2 separate regions of the Sus scrofa genome follow, and region 1 is linked to region 2. Evidence: chromatin contacts called from public Hi-C data. All regions are on one chromosome and are shown on one strand. The core of a region is the stretch at or near the end of the contact, and the rest is flanking DNA. Distances in the headings are between cores, read along the strand shown.

What was found. A called contact is a pair of places that touch in the nucleus more often than the background predicts.
Region 1: a Hi-C map of liver shows a contact between it and region 2, with 3 times the contacts expected there. The contact joins the promoter of ZNF79 here to the promoter of ZBTB43 in region 2. A contact is called at or near these places in 3 of 47 Hi-C or Micro-C datasets (epiblast stem cells, heart right ventricle and liver).

What each region holds. Positions count from the first base shown.
Region 1 is chr1:267,940,591-267,943,290 of Sscrofa11.1, forward strand. It overlaps ZNF79 (zinc finger protein 79), which reads left to right and starts at 1,363. Exons shown (of 5, transcript XM_003480610.4): 1 at 1,363-1,818. The coding sequence starts at 1,806.
Region 2 is chr1:267,390,245-267,392,947 of Sscrofa11.1, forward strand. It overlaps ZBTB43 (zinc finger and BTB domain-containing protein 43), which reads left to right and starts at 1,331. Exons shown (of 2, transcript XM_021068980.1): 1 at 1,331-1,475.

The sequences.
Region 1 (2,700 bases), core at 113-2,612, 550 kb after region 2:
ATGAAACATTCCCAGAGGACCGGTGCAGCAGAAACTGTGCTTTACCCAGCCGAGGATAAAAATGTGCCCTGCCGGCCGACATCCACCCTATCTTCCACTCCCAAGAACAGCTAACGTCCAGGAGAATCCTGGCTTCTGAGAACTTGAGGCAAGGCATTTCCTAACGCCACCTAGTGTCCATGAGGGAGAATTGCATCAGCTGAAGCATGAATCTCTCTGCTGCCTCCCAGTGGCAATGGGTGGGTTCACAAGACTAAGGCGGGAAACTCCCCTGGTACCTCCTAATGGTCACTATGCGCTTAGCACCTGCTGGGCCTGGGGTGCGGGCAGAACACAGCTGGAAGAGGCCTCTAACTAAGGAATGCAGGAAGCCTCCAGAAGCTGGAAAAAGCAAGGAAACAGATTCTCCCTCTAGGAGGAAGGTAGCCCAGCACACACCTTGATTTTAGCCCAATGACATCCATCTCAGATTTCTGACCTCTAAAGTTGTAAGCCCCAAATTACACAAGCCCAAAGTAGAGAAGGGCTTATCCCAAACAGATCTGTGGGTGCGGCCTGCCTAATGGGGTGAATCCCCCTAAGATTCATAGAAGACCTACCCACAAACCTACAATTATATTGGCAAAAACACTACCAGCTCTAACTGAAAAGGACAGAGGCAGTACAAAAAGACGAGGCCTAGGGCCCCCAAACTCATTTCTGCTTCCCAGGTAACACATTCTTATCTCCTTAACGTCAAAATGCCTCTAAAAAACTAAACCGGTCTTCAGAACATTGATTAGTGAAGAACTGTCAACAGGCTTATGGGGCAATTTCATCAATGATCTGAGGAAGTCCACTAAAATATCCCCTGGTGCAGGAAAGAAGCCTCCAAAGACAGAATATTCGTTATCTCCTCTCGCAAGAGTTCTGATCGAACACTATTAAAGTGTGTTTCTGCCCCTGAAATTACTGAAGACAGCTCCTTCCTGCTGATAGGTTTTTATACTTTGAGCATTCCAAGACTGCTTCACACCAAGGGGCCCCCACTTCCTTTACTCGTCCTAAACTCTCAGCGGGGATCAAGAGGACCGTGGAGGTGGGGAGGTGGCTGGGTTTGAGCCCTGAGCTGAAGAACAAGGGAGAGAACCTCAGCAAGCCACAGCTCCGCGGACCACAAATCACTGAGGGAAAGTCAGGCGACTAGCGCTAGCGTCTGTCTGCGCCTGCGCTAAAAGCACCGCTCCCAGGATCCTTCGCGGCTAATTCGCGTGTTGTTTCAGAGGACCCCGACCATTGGTTCAGTGGACCCGAAAGGCATGTGGACCAAAGTATGATGGGAAATAGAGTCTGGGAGTAAGAACAGGCGGAAGCCTCTCTGGGAAATACGGTGCACGATGGTGTGCGGGAACCGAGAGAGGAAAAAAAAACGTTTTGGCCAAAAACGGAACCCAGAGATTCCTGGGAAATGAAGTCCGGTGGGGCAGGGAGGCCTATGCGCATGACCGGAAGTGGCGCTATTCAAGCGCGCCCCCTTTGGCGCGAGAGCCAGGCCCGCGACCGCAGTTTTCTGAGCGCGCTGAAGCCGGGGGCACTCTCTCGCGCGTACCCAGCGGCAGCTTTTTCATGCTGTGATGTGCTTGAGATCCAGTCGACAGTGAGAGACCCGGCTGGAAAGGTCCGACCTTGCTCAGCATCACAGGCTCAGACCTGGCCTGTGAGGGGAGAAGCCTGAGAGAAGAGCCCAGAGCGGGGTTGGGGCTGCAGTGAAGCGACGCTGACGCTCAGAGAACTGCTGGGAGGCGGTGGCGCGAGGTGGGACCCAGATGCTGGAGGAAGGTGAGAAGGAGTGGTGGAGCGGTTTGTGGCTTCCAGCTTGCCCACTAACACAGCTGCGTGGCCCGGATCAGAACTTGGTAGTTATCCTTTCCACAGGTGGTTGGGGACGATCCTTTTTTGAATAAAGAATTCCAGGGTCGAAAAAGTTTGAGGAGCTCAGCCTTGGATCATCTCTGAGTATCCTGTCCTTTACTCCGATCTGTTGATGGACCCATGGCATCGCAAAGTAGAGAGAAATAGACTCTAGGAAGGACAATGGGACGTACCCAGGGCCTCTCTATTGCTTCTGAATTTCCATCCCTCTTGAAGTAGCCAGGGATGCTCGGAATGGGAGCCTATTGGCTTCACCTGATACTGAGGGTGGGTTCAACCCATTTGGATTGTGAAACCGTGGAGGATACTCTGTATTTAGAATCAGAAGGCTGGGATTCCTGTTTAAGCTGTAAGGTATCAGCTGGGTCTCTTGACCTGTGTTTCTTCATGGAGGAAAAAGGTAAAATAACATTAACTACCTCCTTCACCTCTAAGAACTGTAAGCATCAAATAAAATAACATTTTTGAAAGCACCTTGAACGCTTTACTGAACAGAACTGTTGTGTATGTAATTTAACCACTGAGGCAATGCCGTCTTCCCCTAGACCAAAGGGTCCCTGAATTGTTCTGTCATTCCAGTGCAATTTCACACCCAGTATTTCACGCTGTCTTTCCTGAGAGACCTGGGAACACAAGCAGGAGGGTTACCTGTCTCCCCGTACTACCAAAGAGGGAGATAAGCACAGTGGATAGGTACAGATAGACACAACTCAGTAACATGAAGTCTGTACTAAAACCAGTATTTGGACCTCTTTACTTTTTTTGAGCTATTTCTGAGGACTGCTTTAC
Region 2 (2,703 bases), core at 81-2,580:
GCCAGATCCCCTGCCCACTGATTGAGGCCAGGGATCAAAACTGCATCCTCATGGATACTAGTCAGATTAATTTCTGCTGCGCCACAACAGAACGTCTGGTAGAATCAATTTTCTTTGCTGCCTACCTAGGCAGGGCAGATTTTTTTTTTTTCCTCTAGCTTATCCTTCGCTTGAAGATAATGCCTTCTTTGGTCCCAACCTGACCCAAGAAAGGTCCCAATTTGGCTCTTGTTCTGCCTGGACCCAGGTAGATGCCCCCATAGTTGTAGCACCATTATTGTTTACGTACCTCCAGAGATGATTTTCAAAATATTTGTCAGTGGTGACAGACAGTACCTGTGCATTAATTCTAACTTCCTAGGCTTGTGTTTCTGCTTCCTTTCTGCCCTCAGATGGTTCTCCTGACTTTCTCACAAGCTTATCCATATATTTCAAAGGATATTTTCAGTATTTCTCCTAGCAATTTTATATATTTTGTTGCTGTTATATTTGGAGATATGTAGTTGATAATATTACTAGAAACAAAGCCCAAGTAAGAAGTTTATTAGGCTCATGCCAAAAACATTCAGGGGGAAGCAGTCTAAAGCTGAGACTATAGCTTAACGTCGTATGAGACACAGGCGCTCTCAATCTTTCTGCTTTGCTAGCCTTAGAATTGCTTGTATATCACAGGCATATGATAGCGACTGAACTTCCAAACTTTATGTCTGCTTAGAGACCAGAAGAAAATAAAAGTGGCAAAGCACTTAAGGAGCACACTCAACTAGAAGTCCTACTGGACTTTGTAAAAACAAAAACAAAATAAACAAAAAATTTTCCAGAAGCCCCACTCCATGACTTCTATAATAAATATTATGGGCCAGATATTGGCCATATGCCTATGCCTAGTCCAACTACTGGCTAATGAAAATGAGTTTACCACGAATAGTCTGGATTAATTATGAGCCATCCCCTCCAATTGGGAGGAAGGTCTACTTCCCCTAGGATCGAAAGATCTCCTCAGGTATCTGAACAAAATGAAGCTTTTCCTAGGGGTGCCTGGCACAACATTTGCCACACAGAGGGTACTTGGTCCTTTCACTGAACATTTACTGAGCATCCACCACGAGATAAAGGCTCTGTGGAGGGACGAAAAGATTTGACACAGTCCCTCCCACACAAGCTGATAGGTCGAAGTGTTCAGGACTCCGAACATTCCGCAGTTGTCCCAGAAACTCTCCTGCGGATCGACCTGTCCAGGCTCTACTGCGCAGGCGCTAGCTCTCTCGGGGCAAGCTCCATACGCCCCGCCCCGAACGCGAGTCCCGCATGCGCCTCCGGAAGCACTGGCAGTTTCGGGGGCGGGACCGACAAGCGTTTCCGGGGGCGGGAGGTGCAGACTGGGGCGGTCGCGGCTGCGACGGCTTGAACGGGCCTGGCGCCGGCGGCGGAAAGTATCCTACTTGCAGGCTATGTGAGCGCCAAGTCCTTGGCAGGTATGTCAGAGTCGGGACAACGAGTAGCATGAGGGCAGGAAAGGAAACCGGAGAGGTTTGAGGGCTTCTCTGCAGTTCCCGGCGCGCGCACCGCTGGCACCGCCAGGCCCATTACACCCACCGGGATGTTTAAGCCGCGCGCGGGCCGTTGGAGTCCCGGCGACCTGGGTCCGACTCCTGCTGTATCCGGCCAGCCTACTTCGTGTACAGCGACACCAGGGCCCCCGAGGCAGCGTCTTGCCCAAGGTCACCCCGCGGCAGCGGACTTCGGCGGACCAGGGCGCTTAGAGATCCTGCCCCCCGTCTGTCTGCCAGCCTTTTGGGGGCGCGGGGTGGGCGAGGCTTGGCGGCTTCGGGTTCGAATCAAGGCAGGGAGAAAGGCTACGTCCAGACCGCGCTGTAATCGGTCTCTGTTTACGTCTGTTTCACCGCTCTTGCTGTCTGTGTCACCTGTTGTCACCTGCCCTTTTTGCCTTTCAACTTTGTGGCATTGTCAAGTTTGTATTTTTCCCCACTTTGTTTCTCTGGAACTCATCTCTGAGTATATGGGTCCTGTCGTTATTTCTGCTTACACTTTGCTTCTGTAACTTTTGATCCTGTGTTTCCCTTTTAGTCCTTATTCTCTTTTATTCATGGCCTGTCAGTACAGCTCTTTGGCTGTATGTTTCTCTCTCTCTGCCAGTGGTGTGTTTCTCTGTTTCTGCCTCTCCTAACTGGGTTTCTCTGGGCGGGGCAGGCCTGCCCGGACCTCTGAGCCATGGAAGGTGACTCATGACCCTGTGAAGCTTCCTGCACTTGGTGACATTCTTAGCGACTAGACTGCGGTCTGGCCTCAGTTCTGACAGGTGTCACCCAACCTAAGTGTCAGGGTGCAGGAGTTCCTGGAGAACAGAGAGAAGTCCATCTCAGGGCCATAGTAGCTTGATGAATCCTTACCTTTTCTTTCCCATGGTTTTTCAGGCCTGCACAGCTCCCTACTTCCCTTTTCTCCATCCACATGGCCTCCAGGGTTCTAAGGAGCCTGCTCTTGGATTTACAGCTGCTTAACCATACCTGTCTACAGGCAAAGGAAAGGTCTATCTGAGATCCTCTGCCCCTTAGAAGGATTCGTGGAACAGTAGCCGGATTTCTGGGAGAGCATACATGCTTAGTTCAGAGATTGTGCCACTGTGTACAGTTAAATTATGAGAAACCTCATAATTTGGGGATCAGTCTTTGCTTTACAAAA